Regions from separate parts of the Mus musculus genome. Here all the other regions are linked to region 1. A link is a contact called in public HiChIP or PLAC-seq and capture Hi-C data. All regions are on one chromosome and are shown on one strand. Each heading gives the region's core, a stretch centred on a gene start, on an enhancer-like site or on the middle of the called end of the contact. The rest is flanking DNA. Distances are from core to core; before and after follow the strand shown. Region 1 has its middle 34 kb from the start of 1700018B08Rik. Region 2 overlaps Irf8 (interferon regulatory factor 8). Region 3 overlaps Gm33199 (a long non-coding RNA gene).

Region 1 (4,387 bases), core at 1,358-3,857:
GTATGTCTGGGTCTTCAGACTGCTATTTGGCTTTCTATTGGGAGGTTGATGTCAGCTGTAGCTAGGGTGGATTTACCAGGGACAGTACCAGACTGTAGGGGCAGCACGGGGTGTGGGGTAGGAGGCAGCGGGGCAGGAGTGTCTCCAGGTGAGGCACAGGCAAACTGTCCCTGAGCAGGACCCCAGCTCTGGCAGTCAGGAGGAGGTGGAACCTGGAAGAGCTTGCAGGTTTAGTCAACACCCGGAAGTCGTTAAAGTGAAAGGGACCCGGCAGCCCTTCCCTGAGCAGCCCTGCTAAGCACCTCACAGTGTGGCTTTTGTTCAGGGGTCTAGAGTGTAAAATCAGAGTGGCAGGCCCACGCTGCTCACATAGACCATTTCCTGGCTTGCCTCAGCTATGGCCACTCAAGTGACAGTCTGTAATCCCAAATGTCCCCTCCCCTGGCTGCACCTCAAGTTCACAGCAAGAGGCCCCCATCCCCAGCCAATCTCCCTCACTTCTTCAGAGGCTGTGAAAGGCTATTTGTGTAACACACTCCTGTGTATCTGTGATCCGCAGGGCCTTCCTGCGCGCACACGTGAGGGAGCTTTGTTCGACAGGATGCCTTCTTGGTTTTTGGTGTGGTACAAATATCTTTTCTCTCGTTCCTCGAGTGCCCCCATTTCTGTTACTGCTGCGGGAGCTACAGTCTCCATGTTTGTTCTGTCTTTGTTTGTGTGGTGGAACTGATTCCACCGCTGATGGCAGCTGCCTTTTCCCTATTATTGAAGGTTTTGTTTTAAAAAAATATTTATTTACTTATTTATTCGCATTTTGACAGGATCTTGTCAAGCATCCCAGGTAGGTTGTATGAGTGCTAGGACTCTGGACACCTAGTGAATGGATTTAATTTTTTTTTTAACTTTTAAGTTAGCACGTAGGATTATCAAGGTGGCTCAGTTAAGTAAAGGCATTTGCTGACAGGTCTGCCAACCTGAGCTCCATCCCTGGGACCCCAGCCACAAGGTGGAAGGAGAGGGCTGACCCCCTGGAGTTGTCCTCTGGATTTCCACACACGGGCTGTGTGTGTTTCTGTCCTCAATAGGTACAGACAAAATATTGGATTTTATATGGCATTTTCAAACAAATGATGTCTTTGTTGATCCTTCTTCTCGACTCGAGTAATTTTGTATGTGTGGTACATGTATGTGTTTGTGTGTGTGTGGTATATGTATGTGTTTGTGTGTGTGGTGAATGCATGTGTTTGTGTATATGGCAAGCATGTATGTAGATGTGTATTGTACATGGAAGCCATGGATCGATATCCATTGTCTCCTTCAGTTATTCTCCACCTTATATATTAAAAAAAATTACTACCTTTATATATATATATATACGAATACATATCTATGTATATATCTATATCTGTATCTGTATCTATCTATCTATCTATCTATCTATCTATCTGTCTCTCTCTCTATCTATCTATCTATCATGTGTAGAGGTCAAAGGACTTGGGAATTGGGTCTTTCCTGTTGTGGAATCCCGGGATTGAAACTCAGGTCTCTAGGGTTTGTGGCAAGCCCCTTTAGCATGCTGGTCCCACCTTATTTTGTGAGACAAGGTTTCCCTGAACCTGGAGCTCTCTGATTTGGCAAGACTGTCTGGCTAGTGAGTTTCAGGGACCCGCCCATCACATCCAGTTCTTTATGTGCGTGCTGGGGATCAAACTCAGGTCCTCTGCTTGTGTGGCAAGCGCTTTACCCACTGAACCACTGCCCTAGCCCCTAGTTAAGCTCGTCATAGAAAGATGAACATGAGGTACCTAAAACACAGCGCTCGAGGCTTTGTTTTGTTGTTTGGAAACATTGTAACGTTTGGAGAAGGCCATTGTGATCTTTGGAGACTGGCGTTGTGAGACGGCAGGTTTTAAGCTGTCAGGGTGGTTCTTCTGATGAGAGTACTCAGACACATCAAACCATCACTTACGGTTTGTGTCCTGCATGAGGGCCTCCTAAGGAAGGATCGCTCCGTGGCTAAGACAGCAGGCGAGAGACTGCAAGCCAGCACATGCTGGAGACACTGTGTCTCTGAGAGAAGTCTTGCGCATCAGCTCAAGCTGCTCTGAGGCCTCCATGGGCTCTGATACCTGGCTGAGACTGTGATGGGCTGTGTGGTGGTTGGTCAGTATGCTGAGTCAGGGCCAGCTGTGAAACCGTCACACGCCAACCTGGTTGTCACTGCTGTGGCCTGTTGGCTTTCTGTATGGCATAGAGCTTTTCTCTGGAGGAGTAGACCTCATCTAGTCAGGTGACAACCTCTAAGTAAGGGCCAGACGTCCCCAAGGTGGAAGATCCCTGGTTGGACAGCCACACAGCACCTGCAGTGTTCCCAGCCTGTGCAGCTCCGGCTTGTGGGCCTCCCAAGTCACAGGCTAATTTCTTCATTTCTTCCTACTGGCTCTCTCTGTCCTGGAGCCTTCGCTGACATCAGATGTGAGGACAGGGTCCCCAGGGTGTGAAGCACTCGAGAGTGGCAGCCTGGTTTACTGAGCTTCTACAGATGTGCACTTGTGGGCTGTGGGCTGTGAATGCTAACACAGGACATACTGTCACACAGGAGTTCCCCTGCAGGAGGATCTGCACCCCAGCAGATACATGTCATAGTGCCTGCATCTGCAGCCGCAGCAGTTCTGGGTAAGGGTGTCTCAGCAGGGGTGACTTCTCATGGACAAGCCCCATTTGTATGCAGGGGCTCAAGGGTGGTTCAGGACACTTCACCGGGCTTCTCCCCAACCCGCTTTCATGGGCGCTAGAAGCAGTGGTTGATCCAGGACTCAGGGGAGGAACAGGGGTCACACAGCTCCCCCCACTTTCCACTGTCACACATAGACATATGATTTGTCCTAAGAGGACTGCTGTTGCTCTGGGGCCACATGGAGCAGGTTCTACCTCTTGCTTTTGGCTGGACCCTGGGGCTCTATGGGTCTTGTACGTGGGAGAAGGTGTGTGTGTGTGTGTGTGTGTGTGTGTGTGTGTGTGTGTGTGTGTGTATGAGCTAGGTCCAAGAAAGCAGATTCAAAGGTACTGGGTCAGGGGAGAGGTTCCTTCTAGGGGTTTTGAGGTCTGTTGCATGCTCAGGCTATGCCCAGTGTGACACAGTCTCCTGCTGCTGAGGAGAAGGAGTAGAACTCTTGGCTCAGTCCCCAGCACCAGGCCTGCCACGCTTCCCGCCATGGTGATAATGGACTGAACCTCTGAACTGGAAGCCAGCTCCAATTAAAGCCATTTATAAGAGCTGTCGTGGTCATGGTGTCTCCTCAAAGCAACAAAACCCTAACTAAGACAGAGGGCTCTCTGCAGAAGCACGGGGCATAAGCTTAGACCCCAGCTCCTGGGAACAGCCAGGTGTGATGGCACATTCTTATGACAGCAGTGCTGGGCAGGCAGAGACCAGATCCACAGGGCTCACAGGACTGCTAGTCTAGGCAAGATGGCAGGCTCTAGGTTGAGACCCTGTCTTAAAAAAAGAGAGAAAAAAATAAGTGGAGAGGGTAGGCACACACAGGCAAGCATCCCTGCACACATGAGCAAGTCTAAAAACAAGATGGCAAATAACTTTGATTTATTTATTTACTTTATGTATATGAGTACACACTGTAGCTGTACAGATGGTTGTGAGCCTTCATCTGGTTTTGGGAATTAAATTTAGGACCTCTGCTCGCTCTAGCCAACCCCGCTCACCCTGGTTGGCTCTGCTCGCTCAGTCCCTGCTCGCTCCGGCCCAAAGATTTATTTATTATTATATGTAAGTACACCATAGCTGACTTCAGATGCACCAGAAGAGGGTGTCCGATCTCATTACAGATGGTTGTGAGCCACCATGTGGTTGCTGGGATTTGAACTCAGGACCTTCAGAAGAGCAGTCAGTGCTCTTACCCGCTGAACCATCTTACCAGCCCCAGTAAATAATTTTTTTAAAAATGATTTTAATTTTGTACGTTGTCTCCTCCTTTTCTTCCTCCTCCTCCTCTTCCTCCTTTTTCTCTTCTTCCTCCTCCTCTTCCTCCTTTAGGGTCTCACTATGTAGCTTTGACTGGCTTGGAACTTGCTATGTAGATCAGGCTGGCTTGATCTCACAGAGATCCACCTTTCTTAGGATTGAAAGTAGGCATCAGCCAGGTGTGGCGGATCATGCCTTTAATCCTAACACTTGGGAGTCAGAGGCAGGCAGATCCTGCTCTACACAGAGAGAGTTCCAGGACAACCAGGACTACACAGAGAGACGATGTCTCAACCACCACCACCACCACCACCACCCACCATCATCACCCACCATCATCACCATCACCACCACCATACCACGGATGAGTCTTCTGTCTGCACATATGTCTGGGCACCATGTGTG
Region 2 (4,387 bases), core at 577-3,076, 760 kb after region 1:
CCCAGCAGTTCCTGTCTTAGCAGGAGAGAGGCAAAAGAGGAAACCAAGATGTCTGTGAGCCATAAAAGTTGCTCACACACTGAGGTAGGGGCCCAGGTGAATGACCCTCTAAGTAGCTACAGCATGGGTGTACCTCCCAGATACTATCAAAGGGGTGAATCCTTTATTTAACTTGTGGATCCTACCAGGCAGGTCCTGGTGGCCCATTTTATGGATGAGCAAACAAGAGGCACCACCAAGACATGAAAACTGCCCAAAGTGGTTCCAAACTAACGCCTATTCCTGACTGAGCTCCCCTCCCGCTCCTAACGCCCTGGCTCTCTCTGGCTCTGGGGCTGCCCTGACAGTGAGCCAGGAAGAGACAGGTGGCTGAGAGCTGGGACCTCCCTTGAGGCTTGGGGATGTTGGCAGGCTCCTCTCAGCTTCCGGGGACTACAGGAGGGGACTGACCATGCATGACTACCAAGACCTTTGTGCCTGCCTGAGAGGCTGCAGCTTGGCTGTCTCGGTCCCCGGCTGTGACTCATGACCCTTCCACAGGACATGGATCCTAGCAGTGGCAAGCACCTCCTACCCTAACATAAAGAGCCTAGTGGTTGCTAGTGCCGGACAGCCACACTCACCTGCACTGGGCTGCTGGACCCACCAGTCAGGGAGGATCTGGCTCCTGCAGGCCTCTGGTGGGGATGGGCTCCTCTTGGTCATACCCATGTACTCATCCACAGAAGGCTGTAGACCCAGGTGACAGAAAAGAGCAGTTGAGTCCCGGGTCACCAGCACAGCACTCACCTGACCCCATGTTTGTAAAACCCAATATCAGACACACAACTAAATCCACAACTTTTATCTCATGAGAGAAAAGCAGAGCTTCCCTTTGCAATTCATCAGACCCTAAGCTACAAACCCACTGGGCTGGCATCCTGACTAGCCTTGGCTATGAAAGAGTTCACTGGCCTTCAGATGCTGGGAGACATAGCCCAGTTCTGGGGCAACCCTCTGGGGTGACACCAAGCCAATTCTACTGTGCTGAGAATCTCACTCAGAGAGCCACAGGGCTCTCGGGCCTTCAGTGGTGGATGGGTCCAATTAGGAGACGTCCTGAAACCTCCTTTGCTTGTGACCCTGGTGTGACATCATCACCATCTACTGGCTCAGGCAAGTTGGCAGTAAAGGCTTATACCGAAAACAAGACAAGGTGGGGGTGGGGGAGACACAGAACCAAGACCACCCAGAACATCACAACGGCCATGTGCCGCAGAGCTGGGCAGCTTGGGAAGGTGATGCTGGCCGGCTGCAGTGCTCCACAGAATGCTGCAGACCACACAGCTGATGTGTCGTTGCTAACAACAGTCTTGGTTTTATTTTTATGATGTCACTGAGCTGGGGATGGAAACCGGGACTTTGTGCACGCGAGGCGAGCGCTCTACCACGGAGCTATGTCATTGCCAGCCTTTTTCCCCTTTTGATTTCAAGGCAGGGTCTCGTGAAGTTTTCTACCTTGAATTCATTCTGCAGCTCAAGCAGGTCTTAACCCCTCCTGCCTCCGCCTCCTGAGTAGCTGAGGTGACAGGGTCTGGGCCAGCTGCCGTCTAAAGAGACCTCATCTTGCTTATATAAGCTTAAAGGGTTGTTTCAGCTATGGAAACCCCACCTTGTACAGACACAATATAAAGGCTAAAAACAGACACACAAAAAAGCCATCTGTTTAACTTAAACGGAGCCCACTGAGCCTTCAGTTCCAGGCTGCCAACCATGCATGTGATGGGGGATTATTCTAAGATGTGTGTTTTGTGTATGCTGCTGGGAACTGTCGTACACGATAGGTGAGCGCTGAGCCACAGGCTGGTCCCCACCACCTTTAGTGGATCCTACGGGCCTCAGTCATCCAATCTTATAACACACTCAGGAATAAAACCTGTGTCTTGAAAAGCAAGCCATCTAGTTACCATGAGGGCCGACGGGATGACCAGAAGCGATGGAGACCTCCATATGAAGCTTGGCTAAGAAACAAGGCTAAGACTCCATGGAGACCTTCAAAGCTGCTATTCAATGGGTTTAACTATGCTTGGATGGGCAGGGCCTGACCAGTAAAGGGAGGCTGGCCTGGGGAGGTAGCTGGGGTGTCCCTCACTTCCCTGCAGAGCCTGAGGCTCTCAGTGCCTCTGAGGGTTAGAAGCAATGTCCCATCCTCCCTGGAAGACGCCTGAGACCCCCTCCACTCACTTCCTTGATCAGCTCCTCAATCTCTGAGCGGCCACACTCCATCTCAGGAACTTCGCTCATGCAGCCTGCAGGTGCCACGCCCAGCTTGCCTATGGGAAAGGGGACAGACACCATGACCCAGGGCAGCCGAGCACACTGCAACCTTTTCTTAAAATGCTGAATTAAGGAAACGGGAGTAGTGAGCGTCCTCGCTGGTTTTGACCAGCAGCTGCTGGAAGGTTTGGGAAAGGCTCAGCCCTTGCTTCTCATGGCCGGGTCATCTGATCTGCCAAGTCAAAAAGGGAGAAGTGGTGGGTGGTGGAGGGGTTGTAAACACTGGCTTGTGAAGGACAAGCGCCAGACTTTGGCTTCTTCCTTCTATCTGAACCCCACCGGGTGCATTTTATACCAGGCATTTATGGCCCATATACTGAAGGTAAGTTTGCTAGGCTGGGTTTTTATCAAACACCCAGAGATTTCCTGGAAGGTAGGGAGTGCCAGGTAACAGAAAATCTTTTTGCCCTTTTATACGTGTGCATGTGCGTGTGTGCGTGTGTGCGTGTGTGTGTGTGTGTGTGTGTGTGTGTGTGTGTGTGTGTGTGTGTGTGTATACGTGCCACATGGGGAAGTCACACACATGACATTTCACAGCCTCTGCCTGCCTCCCAGGGGACCAATGCTTTCATCGGCCAGTATCCTGGTCCAGATGGGTGCTGACCCACTTTGTACCTCTTCCCTGGGTACATTTGCCTCAGGAAGTTAACCTCCATGAGACACAGCAGGAACAATAACCCCTCCGCCCCCCACCCCCACCCCCCGCCAGGCTCCCCACCCCCAGGAACCTGTATCATCTCTCCCCATTGCTTCATCCAGGTGGAGAGACTCACCTAGAAGCCATGGCTGGGCAAGCAGAGGTTGAGAGCCCCACCCACCCACCCAGCCAGCCAGAGAGGCAGGCAAACCACTCAACTTCACAGTACAGTATACCAAGACAAATGCCATGCAAATGCTATGTCCTTCTGCCTCTCCTTCACCCCCAAACCTGCAGGTGAGGGGGCTCCACCCACACTATAAACAAGTCAGGGTCATTAACCAGATCAAGCCTGGCTGGTCCTGGGGGAGCAGGGCTCTGAAAGAAACTTCCCTATTGCTTCAAATCACTGCGAAGACAAAGGAGCCGGCCTTCCAGAAGCAGTACAGAACGGACCAGGCCCTGGGAGCCACGAGGCTCTGCTGGGGAAGGCCAGTGTGCGTTCATTCCTTTACAGATGCTCTTAGGACATTACCGCTGGAAAAGACCTCGGCATTGATGTTATCCTCTCCAGCAGTGACACACCGAAGCCATCAGTGATGTCCCCACTGCCGGCCCGTCTAACTGGAGAACTTTTCCCTGGACCTTACCGCCCGTCCCTGCCTTGCCCACTCCTCCCCAGCCTCCTCTGTAGACTGCCTGGAAGCAGCAGGGAATCCTGCATCACAGACTTCAGCAGAGCCTCAAACCCATTTGGAGGAGTTTATGCTGAGCTCCGGGGACTCGCTCCCTCCAGCTTCTGGCTGCCATGACCCAGAGTCCACCACCCTTCCCTGCCTCCACTGGGCCACTCCCTCTGCAGGAAGCTGCCACTTGACAGCACATGGCGTATGAGGTCAGCAGAGCAGCTCTCTATGTCTGCTTACACAAGAGAGAACAACTCTGGTGAGCTAAAACCAGGCACCCAAACCCTGTGGGTGGCATGTCTGCTCTAGCCCTGTGGAGACTGAGGGCTTCAGGAGCTAAGCGTGGGGGGGGGGGGGGTGAAGGAGGTTCCTAGAGGGCTTCCTGGTCCCAACAGATAGTTACATTTTTGTTCTTCCTCGGGGACAATTCGGTAAACTTTATATGGCTCAGAAATGTCCAGCTGGGACCGGTCAGTCACTTCTTCAAAATCTGGGCTCTTGTTCAGAGCACAGCGTAACCTCGTCTTCCACGTGGCTGGTTCAGCTTTGTCTCCCTCTTTAAACTTCCCTTTAAAAACTGCCCAGGCCTGAAGAACGAGAGAGAAACTCAGTAAACACAGAGGGACACAAACCACAGAGTTCAACTCAAAGGCCGGCTGCATACCGCCCGCCCCCTTCCCCCAGAGCCTTTCCTGGCCATCAACCCTTGTCCAAGGTCAGCACCCAATTGGACTTCAGGAAGACCACT
Region 3 (4,387 bases), core at 976-3,475, 710 kb after region 1:
TCACACACATGGTCTCGGGCCTCAGACTTGGAGAGAAGCAGAGGAAGTGGGCAAGGGCAGGCGGGGAGTCATGAAGCATGCTGGGATGGCAGACACTTGGCCACAAGGAGGTTGGCAAAGAAGAGGGCACTTGTGTCAGGCACAGTGACCAACTGTAGCACTCTACGGTAGTGAGTGCCGAGGCACAGCCTCACAGGCTCAGTGAATATCTTCCTGCTTCACTGCAGAACAGTCCAGAAACACAGTCACTGGCCAGCAGAAGCTGCCTGTGAGAGTGATCTCAAGGATGGAAAGTAGAGAAGAGGTGAGAGACATGTCACACACACAGAGGTGAATGTCAGTCACACACAGCGCAAAGTGAATGTCACACACACCACAGAGAAACACCACTCTGCCGGCGGCCAGGGTCTGAGCCGAGGCTCTGTCCTCGAAGCTTCGGAGGCTGTGAGGAACAAGGGCTCCTCAGGACCTGGGTTCAGAGGGTGATGGAGCAGTTGGAAGGTCTCAGCAGAGACCCTGCAAGGTGAGATTGAGGAGTAGACAGACACAGAGGATACAGTTCAGATACGGCACCCACGTGGGCCAGGGGTAGAATTGACAGAGAAGATGCAAAGGATGCTGGGAGCTCTACAATACACATTACCTGCTGTGTGTCTCCATGTCACAAAAAAACAAACAAATACCTCCATACTCTGGTATGAATGTCGTCTGCAGCTGGGACATAAAATGAGAAGGAAGAGGACCAGGAGGTGGACATACACAAGTGCATTCTGGGAGAGACCTCCAGCATCACTCTGTCCACCCCCTCATCTTAAAATGGGAAACCAGAATCGAAGGGCTCTTGTATTGACAGCCACCAGCAACAGACCCAGTCCCTCTGTCTGGTCCCAGTCTGATGGCATCTGTCCAGTGGTAAAATCAGGCTTCTCACTGTGCCCAGTGACACCCACCCCACACCGTCATTTTCCTCTCGCTTGCTGTGTAAAATTAACTGGGCCATGAGTTTCAGAAAAGCACACCTGTTGCCTCCTTCAGTGGCAAGAAAAAGAAACCAGCAGGGACTTTCCTGCCAGCCGGCCCGGGTGGGTGAGAGGCAGGCAGGGTGCAGGGTGGAGGGTTGCACCTCTCTGTGGGACAGAAGGAAGGTCCCTGGGACATTTGCCATCTGTCACATGTGTGCTGCGTCCCTCACACGTGAATCTCTGTGCTTCGTGCTGAAGTGTGACACAGGAGCCAAAACAAAAACAAACAAAAAAAAATGCAGATTCTAAGCATGGCTCAGCACATAGTAGGTAGCCACAGTGTCCTCTGCACAGTCCATAGCAACAGTGTCCTCTGCACACAGTAGGTAGCAATAGTGTCCTCTGTACACAGTAGGTAGCCACAGCATCCTCTGCGCACTGTAGGTGGCAACAGTGACCTCTGCACACAGTAGGTGGCAACAGTGTCCTCTGAGCACAGTAGATAGCATAGTGTCCTCTATGCACAGTAGGTAGCACAGTGTCCTATGCGCACAGTAGGTGGCAACATGTCCTCTGCACACAATAGATAGCAAGTGTCTTCTGTGCACAGTAGGTAGGCACAGTGTCCTCTGTGCACAGTAGGTAGCAACAGCACCAAAGAGAGAACCAGAGGAACAGGTGGCATCAGCCAGAATCCCTTTCTGTCTCCACCACAGACGACCAGATTAAAGTCGAAGCCCCCCAAGCCTTCCCCCATGTCTCCCAGCACACGGGTCTGTCTCTTCTCTCTTCCAGATCCCATGACATGTGGTCACATGAGTGATACTAAGTTGCATTTCTGTAGATTAAAGGAAAAAAAAACACAATATAAGCAGTCTGGTCACAGCCCAGTGGCAGGTGCCTGGTGCTGCTGTTCCCGCTGGGAGCAGGAGGAACATGGGTTGAGTGGCTTTCTGCCCCGCACTGTATGTATTGAAAGCTACTACCTGTGGCATCACTGCCCCAACTGTAGGACCACCCACTCGACATGGAGGTGGCAAGTCCCAGTGACCCTGTGAGGTTTCCTGGGAAAAGATACCCAAGATCACAACTCTGGGGTCATTTCTTTGACAGACCTGTCTCCTGGACTTTCTCCACAGGCCCCAGAGGCTGCACATCCAAGGTTAAGACAGCCAGACAGCCAGGCAGCTGAGGAAACTTGGGGAAGAGGAGAGCCGGAGTGACCAGCAGAGGGCGCTGCTGCCCTTGGCATCCTCCAGGCCACACTACCAGGCTGGCCTCCTAAGGCTCCTGCTCAGACCACAGTCTGAGGCACACATAGAGGCACACAACCTGGGATTGGCATGAGTCCACAGACAGGCTGATGGTAGCGGTGGGGAGGGGGGGTCACAGGAATTAGCTGGGCAGAAAAGAGGTCTCTGCATACCCCAGGATAGGAGACTGGTGAGGCACAGACCCTGGAGTAAGACTGTCCCCAGTGCTCCCCAGCCGGTGTCCTCACCAAGCATTTGCCTGAGACTCACCCTGTCTTTATGGCCTCGCCCCAGTTATCATCTGGACTTTGTGACATACTGCCAGGGTCAGAGAGAAAATGAAAACGAAAAAGAAAAAGAAAGCTGGGCAAGAACTTGCCACAGAGGCCAAGGCCAGCCACCCCTGTTAGCCGTCCCTTTATCCGATGCGATAAGCACTGATTGATTATGACCAGACTGGCTTGGAGGAAAGCCCTGAGAACAGAGGTCAGAGGTCAGACCCTTGTCCCCTTCCCTTCCCACCATGACAAAGAGCTCACGTATCATCCCCTGTCACTCAACAGTTGATGAGCACATCTGTGTCCAGGGGCATGTGAGTCAGGGGACTGACAGCCATACGGCCAGAGCCTCATACCTTGGGAACAACCCCATTCCCACCCTCCGTCGCCAGCACACACTGAAGGAACTTTAATGTTCACACAGCAAATCCAGCCTCCATTTCTCTGGGCATCTCTCAGCGTTTTGTTTTGTCTTTCAGTTTTAAACGGCAAGCGAGCAGGACTGCCTTGGACCAAACTCTGACAGCTCTCACTGTCTCTATTAATCTCACCTAGTCAACTCCGGGGCATGGCGAGGGCCACAGTTACTAGGCCAGGCATGGTACCCGCTCTCCACCAAGGAACCTCCACTCCACAAAGAAGAAAGGGGGACCCCAACTCTCAGGAGCTCTCCCAGGTCACTTAGACAGTTAACTGTGGGGGGAACCTGCTAGAACAAGTTAGGGTTCAGTCACACCAATCCACCCAACTACCCCCAGGATTTCTAGGCACCCAGGTATGGGAGAAGGTTCTAGAAAAATGTATATTTTTTCCATTAATCCTCCAAGATGACTTCAGAGAGGACAGTGCTTCAGGCTTTATGGCCCTGTGAATGTGGGAGCTGAAGGTGTCCCCAAAGAGCAGAGGAATATCCCCTCGCCCCATGTCAAGACAGGTGGCTCGCCTTCAACTTCATGCTCTTTCTGTTTGTTTTGTTTCTCAGACTCATCCATTACATTTGGATTTTTCTATCCTCAGAGGTGACCAGATATGTTTCTCAAAGCCATGAGTCAGAGAGAAGCATGGCCCGCATGAGCCATTCATATCCCAAAGCCACAACATGTCCGATGCTTTTCCTGGGGGTAGCCTTGGGGGAAACTTTTCTAAAAAGAAGAAAAAAAAATCCTGCATTTCAAAGTGAGAACAGGAGAGACTTGAGTTACCTCAGTAAGGCCCAGGCCTCCTGTCCAAACAGGGAATGGATCAGGGTTGTCCAGCCCTGTCCCCAACGCCATACAACTGGGCTTCACTCTCTGCCGGCCCAGGAACATAGAAAGGACTTATCCAGTGGTGAGATCTGTGTGAGGGGAGCCAGCCAGCCCCGCAGTGTGCACAGTGGGACAAAGACTTCCATTCCTTTACTCAAGAGCCAGGCAGGCTGTGCGAGCTGCCCCGCTCCACGGAGTCTGGGGTGGCTGAGAAAGGAACAGCAGATGTAAAAAGCCCAGGCTATGCCAGGCTCTTGGCAGTCACCAGCTTGCTAGGAGCAATTTCTCTGGCGAGGGGGATCGGAGCTGGCCCCTCTCTGCCACAGTGACATTCACTCCCTTCCTCCAGGCCTCAGTTTCCCTGTCTGGGACCAGGATGGTAATAATACCATTTGCTCATTGAGGCAGGTCATCTGTGAGTGTAAACACCAGCTCGTCCCCACAAGAGGCCAGTACAGGTAGGGAAACTGAGACAGGTCCTGTGGCAGCGAGGAGCAGAGATGGAATTTGAACCTGCAGCTCCAGACCCCCAAGCTTCAAGCCAGCTGCTTCCTGGGGACTTGGGTGGTGGGTTGCCTCCTGCATTGAGTTGGTTCACTAGGCAACAGATGTCAAGCCAGGAATATGACAGGGGTGGGTTATGATAG

Evidence for each region. HiChIP or PLAC-seq counts read pairs in DNA pulled down with a chosen protein or histone mark. Capture Hi-C pulls out chosen DNA fragments and counts their contacts.
Region 2: a contact with region 1 is called in a capture Hi-C map of embryonic stem cells, with 3 times the contacts expected there. The contact joins two enhancer-like sites. A contact is called at or near these places in 8 of 39 promoter capture datasets (the 3T3-L1 cell line, the SN4741 cell line, embryonic stem cells and 4 more), 1 of 115 datasets of contacts at active chromatin or transcription factors (large pre-B cells) and 2 of 9 other capture datasets (adipose tissue and embryonic stem cells).
Region 3: a contact with region 1 is called in an H3K27ac HiChIP or PLAC-seq map of large pre-B cells, with 4 times the contacts expected there. The contact joins two enhancer-like sites. A contact is called at or near these places in 2 of 115 datasets of contacts at active chromatin or transcription factors (embryonic basal ganglia and large pre-B cells) and 1 of 9 other capture datasets (embryonic stem cells).

What each region holds. Positions count from the first base shown.
Region 1 is chr8:121,508,006-121,512,392 of GRCm38.p6, reverse strand. No RefSeq gene overlaps it. Among named protein-coding and RNA genes, the nearest start is that of 1700018B08Rik, 34 kb to the left of the region's middle. Within about 2 kb of position 2,607, at least 5 of the 459 cell types and tissues checked have an H3K27ac peak or open chromatin away from gene starts, as enhancers often do.
Region 2 is chr8:120,743,545-120,747,931 of GRCm38.p6, reverse strand. It overlaps Irf8 (interferon regulatory factor 8), which reads right to left. Exons shown (of 9, transcript NM_008320.4): 3 at 4,043-4,226; 4 at 2,224-2,312; 5 at 624-729. Among named protein-coding and RNA genes, the nearest start is that of Irf8, 9.4 kb to the right of the region's middle. Within about 2 kb of position 1,826, at least 41 of the 459 cell types and tissues checked have an H3K27ac peak or open chromatin away from gene starts, as enhancers often do.
Region 3 is chr8:120,794,264-120,798,650 of GRCm38.p6, reverse strand. Gm33199 (a long non-coding RNA gene) reads right to left here. Exons shown (of 2, transcript XR_388109.3): 2 at 3,277-4,387. Among named protein-coding and RNA genes, the nearest start is that of Gm33199, 9.5 kb to the right of the region's middle. Within about 2 kb of position 2,225, at least 38 of the 459 cell types and tissues checked have an H3K27ac peak or open chromatin away from gene starts, as enhancers often do.